Regions from separate parts of the Muntiacus reevesi genome. Here region 2 is linked to region 1. Evidence: chromatin contacts called from public Hi-C data. All regions are on one chromosome and are shown on one strand. The core of a region is the stretch at or near the end of the contact, and the rest is flanking DNA. Distances in the headings are between cores, read along the strand shown. Region 1 holds the start of SPICE1 (spindle and centriole associated protein 1). Region 2 holds the start of NAA50 (N-alpha-acetyltransferase 50, NatE catalytic subunit).

Region 1 (5,444 bases), core at 1,143-3,642:
TTATTTATATATTTTTGGCTACACTGAATCTTCCTTGCTGCATGTGGGCTTTCTCACATAGTGGACTTCTCATTGTGGTGGCTTCGCTTGTTGTGAAACAGAGACTCTAGGGCATGCAGGCTTCAGTAACTACAGCATGCAGGCTCAGTAGTTGTGGCACACAGGCTTAGTTGCTCAGAGGCCTGTGGGATCTTCCTGGACCAGGGATCGAACTTGAGTCCCCTGAATTGGCAGGCAGATTCTTAAGTGCTGGCCCACCAGGGAAGTCCAAAGTAGTCAATTATTTTTTAAAAAGATTTAAAGAGTAAGAAAAATAATCTATATATTTACTCCTGTAGCCATTTCCAGTGTAGATTTTCCATTTTCCATTTTCATTGTATAAATCCAGATTTGCATCTGATATCATTTTTCTTCTGCTTGAAGTACCTACTTTAACATTTTTCATAATGTGGGTGGGGGTTTGCTGGTGATAAATTCTATTAGTTATGTGGGGAAGCATTTTTTTCTTCCCTAACTTAAGAAATTTATTTTTGACAGACACAGAATTCTGGGTTAACAGCTTTTTTCTTTTAATACATTAAAAGAATGTTTTAATGTATTGTTTTCTTGCTTGCAACATTTTTAATGAGAAATATGCTGTTATCCTTATTTTTGTTTCTCTGTAATGTCTTCTCTTTGACTGCTTTTAAGATTTTTTTATCACTGGATTTGATTATCATGTACCTTGACGTAACGTTGTTTGTGTTTCTTATGTTCAGATTTTGTTGAGTTTGGAAAGCAGGTTCATGAGTAAAGATGCTGACAGGTGGATTGAATTAGTGATAGGAGCTTATGGACATTTTCTTCATATAGCTTCAGTGTTGTCAATGAAGTAGACAGCAAGGTCACTGGCTGAGACTCAGGACAGAAGAGATATTGGAGCATAAGAGGAAGTATAAAGTTGTCATCTAGGAGGGTAGGAGAATTAATGAAGCAGAGAATTCTGCTTCATTATAATATAATATGATCTTCAGTCATCTTTAAAGGGTCACTTAAAATTTGTGATCATGAATTTAAAGTCAGTATGGCTGAGTGTTTTTCGTCTTCCAGTTTCACCTGCAAGGATATAGGCACTTAGTAAATCCACTGTTGAGTTATCCAGGACTGTGGTTTTGCCAAGTTTACAGGAACTCAGAGAAGGGCAGAGAGTTGAAGATGTATGCAGGGGGATGATTATATTAATTGACCATTGAATAGAACTATATCAAACTTTCTCAACCAGAGCAGAAACTATTAGAAGGCAGTTCTCTGCATCTAGAAGATACTGAACATGTACTTGGTGACCCATGTACAGGTGTGTCCTTTCAGTTGAAAACCAAGAGCTAAAGGAGGTTGCATTATTGGAGCAAATTTACTCTGTTAACCAATGAAATGCTTTGTAAAGATCTTGACATGGGCCAAACAGCTTTTGTTTGTCTTGGCTTCCCCCAATTAGGACAACCTTACTTATATCAAGCTCCCACTGCTCTCTGAACACCAGACATACTGGACTTCTTCCACTCCCTTGCACTTGCCACACACCTTTGCATTTGTGGCTCCCCCTGCAGAAATGCTTTACCCTTCTTTGGTAATTTATTCATCCTTGCTTTTCAGCCCTTCTAGTAATTCAAATAATCCTGTAAATTTAGTATCTAGTTAGTATGCCTAATGTTTAGCACTTGTCACAATTTTAATCTTATCTTTGTATTGTTGATAGTTGTTTCCTATTATACAGTAAGCTTCCTGAGGATAGGGACCCCGTCGTAACCGTCTCTGGCACACTGGTAGGTATTAATAAACATTTTTGAATAAACACAAGTGAAAGCAAGTAAATGTGATATGTGAAGCTTGGGGTGGAGAGCTACATCTTTCTTTTCGAGAATTCACAAGAATCTGACTAATGCTATTACACGCCCATCCTCCAAAGCTTTGCCGGGAACTCTGCTCTGGGCACACCCGGGCAAGGCAGGACACAGAAAATCCTTTTAATCTCCTCAGTTAAATTCAGTTGCTCAGTCGTGTCGGACTCTTCGAGATCTCCTAGTAATCCCCTGGGCTTCCCTTATAGCTCAGTCGGTAAAGAATCTGCCCGCAGTGCAGGAGACCCGGGTTCGATTCCAAGATCGGGAAGATTCCCCCCCCCCCCCCCCAACGCCCCAGAGAAGAAAACGGCAATCCACTCCAGTATTCTGGCCCGGAGAATCCCATAGACAGAGGAGTCTGGCAGGCTACAGTCCATGCGGTCGCAAGAGTCCGACACGACTTAACGACTTTACTACTACTAGTAATCCCCTACTACAAGCCAAACTGAGAGGCGTCTGCGCACTGGTCTTGCCGGATATACGCAAGAGAATGGGGTGGGGCTCCGGTAACCTAGGCGACATCCCGGAAGTGGCGAGCTGAGTTAACTTGTGGCGGGGCGGACGGTTCTGGAGCTTGAGGTTTTAGTCGTGGTGGAGGCAGCTGTCGGGGAACGACAAGGCAGGTTGCAATGATGGGGCGGAGGCGTGCAGCCCCACGGAGTCTTAGGAACCCGGGCTACAGGGCGGGGCGTGTGGTGGTGGCGTCTTCCTCTCTGTTTCCTGGGGTTTCAGGCGTCTGGGTTGAGGATCCTTATTACAAAATGCACCTGCGACTCCATGTGTTTTGCGAGTGCATGTGCCTGTTAGGATGCGTGTCTGGATGTGTTTGTGTCTAGCGCACTACGTGTGAGAGCATCCTGAGAGTGCGCCTGCGCTTTGCTTTCGGTCACTTCCGCATAGAGCTAGAGATTGATGTGCCGTAATGTATTTTTCAAGGAATTTCCGATCACGCAGGAGAAAGATCAACTCCCCAGAGTACTTGGGGACACGGCGGATCGTTTAAGTCGAAAGGGTTTGTCAGGAGGGTCCCCCTGAATGAGTTCTGAAGAGTGAGTGAGAGTTAACCCCGTGGAAAGGGAGTGCAAGTGTGACAGGTGTTCAAAGCTGAGCTTGAGAGGCTGGGACTGTATACGAAGACGAAAGCTTTGTTTTAGGATGTGTGGGAGATGTGAGAGGAGAAAAGACTGCACGGAAAAGTCAGCCAGGCCACCCGGAGCGAGGAAAGGGCCTGAGTGCCAAGCTGAGTTGGATTCCTCTTTGCAGGGGAGAGCTGTTAAAATCTTTTGAGGAAGGTAGTGAAGTGTGGAGAGCTAAACTCCATCTGTATATCTGGGTAGGAATGACTGGAGGGACAGTGTTCGAAAAGAAGTCTTGTTTCCCTTTGATCAGTTTTCCACTATCCAGAGTGGGTAGGATAAATCCCATCATAATTACCCCTGCTTAAAACCTTTCAGTGTTTCCTGAATGTCTTTAGGATTGTGTTCCAATTCCTGTGGGGCTCAGGGCCACGTTCTGGCCTCTGCCTTTCTCTTCGTCCTCTTTCTAACCCTCTCAAATATTTGTTAGTCAAATAGAACCACTCAAACCCTTTGTAAATGCACTCCCCCGCCCCCAACCTGTAGCATTCTTTCCCCCACTTCTAACTTCTATTCATAGTTCTGCTCTCAGCTTAAACGTTTTTAGGGGAGTTGGAGGAGGTGGCCTTTTCTCACTAATTACAGTAAGTTAGGTATTTGTTTGGCACTGAATTTCCTTCCAACATTAGCCTTTTATTGCAATTGCTCATTTAATTGTGGTCTGGCACTCTAAGTTCTGTCAGAGTCCACAGTTATTCTGCTTCCTTGCTGTCTCTGTCGCCTGGCTCTTGGCAGGTGCTTTCAAATACTTGTTGGAGTAATAGATGGATGATGAAGTGGGTGACAGAATGTGTGAAAGGAAAATCAATTAGAAATAATGAGAACCTGTAAAATGCATTCATGGTAGAGATGCAGAAGAGGGGACATGAAAGGGATACTGGAGGGAAAGAATGAATAGATTCTGGTATCTAATTAGCTTTGAGACAGGAAGGTGATGCTAAGGTTTTAAACTGGAGCAACTAGAAGGATGGTAATTCTGTAGTTCAGCATTATTCAGCAGTGTTTACTGACCAAGCCAGTTATATATCAAGAACTAGAGATTGGTGGGGAGGTGGCATGAATGCTAAGCTGTATATTGGCCATATTGTATTTGAGATATTTGGGAGATGTGCGCAGAAGCCAGGTTAGAAACAAGCGTTAGGGGTTTGAGGAAAGGTGTGACTCTTTGATTTGAGGCTCATTTTCACAGTGCATTTGTGTACACAGTGCATTGATAGCTTTGCTCAAGGGTGTAGGTGAGATTGCTGAGGGAAGATGGGAACCGCCTTTTGGTGATCTAGAAAGTAAACTCCATGAGAACTGACACCATATTAAACTCATTTATTATTGTGTCTCTAGTGTCCAGCCAGGGCCTGGCATGTGTAGACTCTCAAAAACAATTCTTGGACCTAGAGAGAGGGTGTCTGATGGAAGGAAGAGAAGACTGACATAGAACTGAGTGAAGATCCTTGATTACATAGAATGTGAAGAGGTCCTACAGAGCCTGTGAAGAAAAAGAGAAAAGAATAGGAGAGAAACCAGGAGGAAGTGTGTCATGGAAGCTAAAAGAGGGGCAAGGTTCCAGGAGTGTGCATCTGTAGAGATGGAAAGGGCCAGAGAAATAGGAAACCAATAGGTCAGAGAATAGGGACCAATAATTTTAGCAATTAGGAAGCTATTAGTTTTTAGATTTTCTCCAAAGAAATCCAACCCAGATTTTCTATGCTAATTTTAATTAATTTCTATGCTAATTTTGTTATTTGACTTGTTAGCCCTGTAAACCATTAGCCTATCTCTGTAGTTTCACATTTTCAGCATGTAACATATAGCTCCTTATGATACCTGGTATCTGTAAGTGGCACAGAATCCCTTTCTTAGACCACAAAGTCTGATCCTTGGTCAATTATTGATGATGTTCAGGAGAATACTTTTCAGCACATAAGTAGTTCCTGTGTTGTAAAAGTTTGAAGTGAACTGGGGCTTGGTAAATCCCAGTGCTGAAACAGGCTTCTCCTTCATGAAGTTGGTTGGTGAAGGGAAAGTCAGAGATGGGACAGCAGCTTCGTTATACTGTGGTGAACTTAACCATTCACAGGCTGGATTTTAGAGTTGGCCAGTGCTTTCATTTTCTGTTGTTCATTTTTCAGTCGCTCAGTCATGTCTGATTCTTCATGACCCCAGCATTCTAGGCTTCCCTGTCCTTCACTATCTTCCAGAGTTTGCTCAAACTCATGTCCTTTGAATTGATGATGCCATGCAACCATCTCATCCTCTGTTACCCCCCCTTCTCCTTCTGCCCTCAGTCTTTCCCAGCATCAGGGTCTTTTCCAGTGAGTCGGCTCTTCACATCAGGTGGCTAAAATATTGGAGCTTCAGCATAGTCCTTCCAGTGCATATTCAGTGTTGATTTTCTTTCAGGTTGGTTTGATCTCTTTGCTCAAGAGTCTTT
Region 2 (5,444 bases), core at 1,849-4,348, 220 kb before region 1:
TAAAGATAGTGACATATAAGCAAGACTTCAGAGTAAGCATACAAGAGGTGTTGGGGACTCAAACACAAGAACCCCTGTGTGCCATTTAATACTGAACTTCAGCACAGTTCTCTAATGAATGTTAAGATTTCTATATAGGGAATATCCTGGCAGTCCAGTAGTTAGGACTCATCCCTTTCACTGCCGAGGGCCTGGGTTTGATCCCTGATGGAGGAACTCCCTCAAGCCGTGAGGCATGGCCAAAAAAAAACCCTGAGAGATTTCTACATATAATACTCATTGATAGACAAAGCTAGTCTCACCATGCCACACACAGATCACTTGTTTGTGAAAACTGCGTACAATATCAGAACTCTTTTTCAAATTCAACTTTAATAGTAATTCAGTCACCAATTCCTGCTGCCAATCTTCCAGATTTCATTAGTGGTCTAAATGATTGCTTTAATAAGATTCCTAAAATCAGGGGAATTGTGAAGTAAAAGTGCAAACTCATTCAATCTCTTTCACATTGACATTTTCTCTTCTAGTACTCAATCCCTTTTAGCCTGTTTTCTCTATCCCATTTTTGGACTTAAAGAATCCTTATTATTTGGTGAATTCATCTTATTTGGTGAAATGCCACCTGGGCAATGAAGAAACACTGCTTATGTTTTTCTGCCCTCTAGAGATCAGGGAATCTCACTCTGGAGCAAATTATAGATAAAACTATATATCAGTAGCAGACATACTGAAACATAAACATCTCAACAGAAAAGATATATACCAATAAAGATATATGCACAAAACAGTAAAACTGTAAAGCATAATAGTAGTCTTCATTACTTAGAGAAAGCAAGAAAGATATTTCGGATTATCTTATCTAGTAATGAGCATCAATAGGCGAGTTTCTCTATTTTTGAACTTGGCTTTAAGGTTTAACTGAGAAAATGATTTTTCAGATTAAGAAAAAGTGTAATTTAAATTTTAAAAATCAAATTTGCAATTTCTGCAAGTCCTTTCAATTTAAAAGCAGGAAGACACTTTCTGAATTTGTAGTGTAAACAAGAGTTTAACCCCAAACAGAAAAACATGCTTCCATAAAGCACACTGTTTGGGGTCAAAACATTGGTTACGTTACTACATTGGTTACTACATGAAATGGGAGTACACTGGGTTGGGCAAAACCCTAAACAATCATTTCTGCATTTTCAGAAAATACTATTCATCAAAATCTGAAGAGGTCACCTGGAGTTTTACAAACAGGGAAAGGAACGATACAAATGCTATTTAATATTAATTTAGCATTAGTTAAGGAATTGATTGGGAGTAGAGATTAAGCAGGATTTTAGGGAGAAAAGGCAAAAGGATGTCAAAGGCAAAAAATATTTAGACTTAACCTCCTTACCTTTAAGTTTACGGTCAAACACACTGGTTTATTATCTTTCAATTTGTTTCTGTAGAATTACTCCCTTTCAGGGAAGTCAGTTCTGCATAAGCTAGCCTGGGTCTCCTGTAGATCATGACATCGCAACACCATCTTTCAACGCCTCCTCATTCAATCTAGACTGTCGCAGTAACAACACTGCCTGTTTTTGAAGCTAGTACAGCTTTACTCTTTCAAGTATCCTCTCCGTTTCTACACCATAAAATTGGAGAAGAGAAAGGTAAAAAGCCACCTTTTACCCTTCCAGACCCATTCAAAAGTTGTGAATATCTTTCGCAGGGATGTCAGATAAAAACTCAGAATTACTGAAAATGCACACTAGGAAGCAGTGTGCAGTGACTCTGCAGTGAGAGAGTGTCTGCATCGCGACATTCTCTCCTAAGCCTGTCTCACAGGAGACGCCTCTGCCTCCGGGGTTTTTCCCATCTCCCGGTTCCCGAGTCGGGAGCTTAAGAGGAAGACCTTACAAGGCCTCTGCCAAAGAACAGGCTTTGGGGATTGAGACCTGGAGACTATCGCAGACCCCAACTAATGCCTGAATCAACCCCACTACCCGAAGCCCCAAAGACTCGAATGGGGAACCATAATGGCCGCACTCACCCCTAGCCCCAAGAAAGGTGAACATCTCAACCCCTAAGTTGTAGGGGCGACCATGGTGGCGGGAGGGGGGCGGGGGTCAAGATAAATGGAGAAACGAGATCCTCGCCGGGGCAGAATGACAGCAGGAGAAAGCCTGGGACAGCAAAGGCCACTATTCACATTCTCTCATCTCCTCCTCCTCCCACCCCTTCTATCCCCACCAGCCGCCGGTTACCGGTCGCCGCTCACCTGCCGGGGCGCGAGGTGCAGAAACTGTACCGATCACCGACCCAGAGGCTCTGTCACTGCGGGAGGGGAAGTCTTCAGCTGCAGACGGGGGCGGGCGTAGGTCGTCACGTGATCCCGAGCTCCGCCCTGTCAACCCCAGCCGGGCTGGCTGCATCTCCGGGGCTTGTATTTTAGCGGATCGTTTGAACATTAATTTCCTTGCGATTAGATTTTAGAAAGGAAAAAAAATGTCCACAAAGATCAGGTTGTAAAGTGCAACGCAAATCGCGTGGGTGGAAGGGGTTAAAGTGCATTGCTAAGGAAGTGACCTTTACGCCGTGGTCTAGGGACCGGAAATGGCAATGGAGTTCCGTCCCCGTGGGGCCTGCCGGTAAAATCCCCAGGCTTAGAGGTTTGGTCAATCACGTGATATCGAAACTGAAAAGTGTTGGACGTAAGCCAAGTTACCTAGCCAATTGTTGACTACGTTTATTTGTCTTAAAAGCACCTCATTACTTTCCACAGGCTTCTTTACATTTAGAGGAACAAGATTTATGAAATCTTTTTAGGAGACAGGTGCATTTGAAGGTCATACTGGAGACTATCAGCTGGGAAGACCAGAGTCAGGGAAGACTGAGCTTGTTGAAGTGCGAGAGGGGAGAGGGAGGGGTGGAAAAATCCGGATTTTACCGCCAGGGCCTACCAAGCAAGCCTCACAAGTTGTGTCGTAAAGAATGGGAGGAGGAAGATGACGCCAGACGGCACAGCCCAGTAGAAAGATGGAGGTCTTAAAGTGGAGGGGGAAGGGTACGGGGAGGCCTGGAGTGCGGCTGCGCGAGGGGCGGCCGACGCGCCGGCGCGCAGAGGGGGCGGGGTGAAAGGTCAAGGCGCGGCGGCGGGTCTGGCTGGTGGCGGCGGGCGGGAGGCTAGTTCCCCGTGTGCACGTGTGGAGAAGCTGCTGCACTAGCGCGGCGGCGGGAGGCACCTCCGCCCCCTCCGAAGACGCAGGGCCGCGCTAAACTCTCGCGGCCTCCGTCACCCGCTCAGCTCCTTGCCTTAGGCGAGGAGGCCGGCTTGTGGGGTTGAGTGGCCCGAGCTGAGGGCGCGGAGAGCTCAGGGCGGCGACGACAACGGCGTTGATATCGGCGGTAACAACGGCCTCAGCAGGCGGGGAAGATGAAAGGGTGAGGAAGGGCAGCGGGGCAGGGCCCGACCGGCGCGGGAGAGAGGCTGTGAAGGAGGGATGAGACTCTGGATGAAGACCCGGCGGTGGGAGGTTTCTGGGCTTCTCTGCACACGGAGGGGGCGGAGGCTCGGCTCGGGCTGTTGGCGGGCTGAAGGGCCAGCGGAGGTAGGACTCGGGGAACCCAGGATTGGGGCCCGGAGGACGAGTGCGGGTTGCTTGGAGAAGAGCTGCTGAGCGGGGCGGCGGGGAAAAGCTGTTGTGAGGCTCCTGAGGCCTCCTGCTCCCCGGGAGCGAACGGCAGAGCCACCCGCGGCCCGGCACTCCGAGGGAGCGGTCCGGTTGTCCTCTTCAGATCCAGGCTCGACACTGAGAACTGTGGTCTTTGACACCTTTCGGGGTTATCCACACTTGGAAGCGGCGCAGAACCTTCTGGAGAGAGCAGGAATTGGAATAAAGAGCACGGATAGTAGTATTCAGAGCTAGTGACTCAACTGGATTTGGGTTGGGTCAGAGCGAGTGGAGGAGGGGGAGAGAGCGTGAGCATTGGAGACTTGGGGTGCCAAAATGTTGAAGGAAGTGTTACTCATCAATAGGTGGAGCTATTGCTCCAGCACTTTCCTATTGCTCCTGGGCCGAGAGGGAGTCCTGGGTTCCTAGCAAGCTTTCTTACGGTGTTTGGCAAAGTTAATATTCTTTCACAGGTTACCTCTTGGACAAAATTAGGGATTATTTTGGTTCGACTATTTCCGTTTCGATAAGATGTCAACTTACTACTCAGTTACACACTGTTAAAGTATTAATTACATAAAACGGTGTTTTAAAATATTGACGGAGTTAGCCCTTGCTTGCTTTTACCCTCCTTAGAGAAAGAAATGGAATCTTATAAGTCAGTGTTAAAAGCTTTCTGAGGTGGCTGAGTTTTTTCTGTTGTAGCAAGTCAGTTAAAGAATTGTAACTATGTTTTGAGTTAGGGAAGGCTTTCAAACTGTTCCACAACCCTTTTGAAGAAAGAGTAAAAGTCCGTGTTGTAAGTAATCTCATACTGCCTAAAACAAGGATTTAAATACTACTTTAGTGTGTGTATGGGGCTTCCCAGCTGTTAAAGAATCCACCTGCAATACAGGAGACAAAAGAAACGCTGGTTCGATCCCTGGTTGGGGAAGGTCCCCTGGAGGAGGAAATGACAACCCACTCCAGTATCCTTGTCTGGAAAATTCCATGGACAGAGGAGCCTTGCGGATTGCAGTCTGTAGGGTCGTAAAGAGTCCCGCGCGACTGAGCGCACACGCCACTTTTCGTGGTGTGTGTATGTGTTTGAGGCCGCAGAAGAGGTCCAAGAAAATTTAATTTGATCTTTGTTGTTAAGTTGTTTAGTATTAACGTTTAGAAAAAAAATGAAGAAATTTTCGCAGTTCGTGCGTTATTTCACATCAAGTTCTAAAGAGTTCCAATCAGGATACTAATCGGGGGTATGGGAAGTATGTGCTGCACTTGAATCATAATCTAGAATGTTGGCTATTTTATATGTGATCCAGTATAACTTGGCAAGTTTTATCTCTTTCTTTCCTTGAGTATGAGTGCTTTCTCTTACTTGTTTTTGTGTTCTCATTGGCACTCAATACTTACTTGCTTTTGTTTAAGTAATAAAAACGAGGCTGAAGAGTTGTTGGTGTTGAGGTTGTCCGCGAATTTATAAAGAAGGGTCTCCAAGGAATTATTCTGGATGTTTATATCCAAATTCTTTTGGTCTAGCTCAGTCTGCCTAGGATGTAATGCCCTTCTTGTTACTAACTTGGCAGTAGAAATGGGGTCAAACAGCAGTTAATATTCATATCTACCATCAGTTAATATACTCATGAGGCAGTTAAGAGTCCTTAAGTCGAGTTCCTGTCACCTCTCACGATTGGGAGCTTAAGATCCTGTTCCTAATGGTAAACTTTTAACGTGATTTCAGAGGAATAGACCTTTTACTTCTCATATGAACTAACTCCTATTTAAGATGGAACTTTAAAGTTTTTTTCACTTGTT

What was found. A called contact is a pair of places that touch in the nucleus more often than the background predicts.
Region 2: a Hi-C map of muscle shows a contact between it and region 1, with 5 times the contacts expected there. The contact joins the promoter of NAA50 here to the promoter of SPICE1 in region 1. A contact is called at or near these places in 2 of 3 Hi-C or Micro-C datasets (blood and muscle).

The regions. Positions count from the first base shown.
Region 1 is chr8:37,264,064-37,269,507 of mMunRee1.1, reverse strand. SPICE1 (spindle and centriole associated protein 1) reads left to right here and starts at 2,392. Exons shown (of 18, transcript XM_065943656.1): 1 at 2,392-2,499.
Region 2 is chr8:37,485,673-37,491,116 of mMunRee1.1, reverse strand. It overlaps NAA50 (N-alpha-acetyltransferase 50, NatE catalytic subunit), which reads left to right and starts at 3,098. Exons shown (of 5, transcript XM_065943402.1): 1 at 3,098-3,414. The coding sequence starts at 3,407. ATP6V1A (ATPase H+ transporting V1 subunit A) reads right to left here and starts at 2,396. Exons shown (of 15, transcript XM_065943396.1): 1 at 2,252-2,396.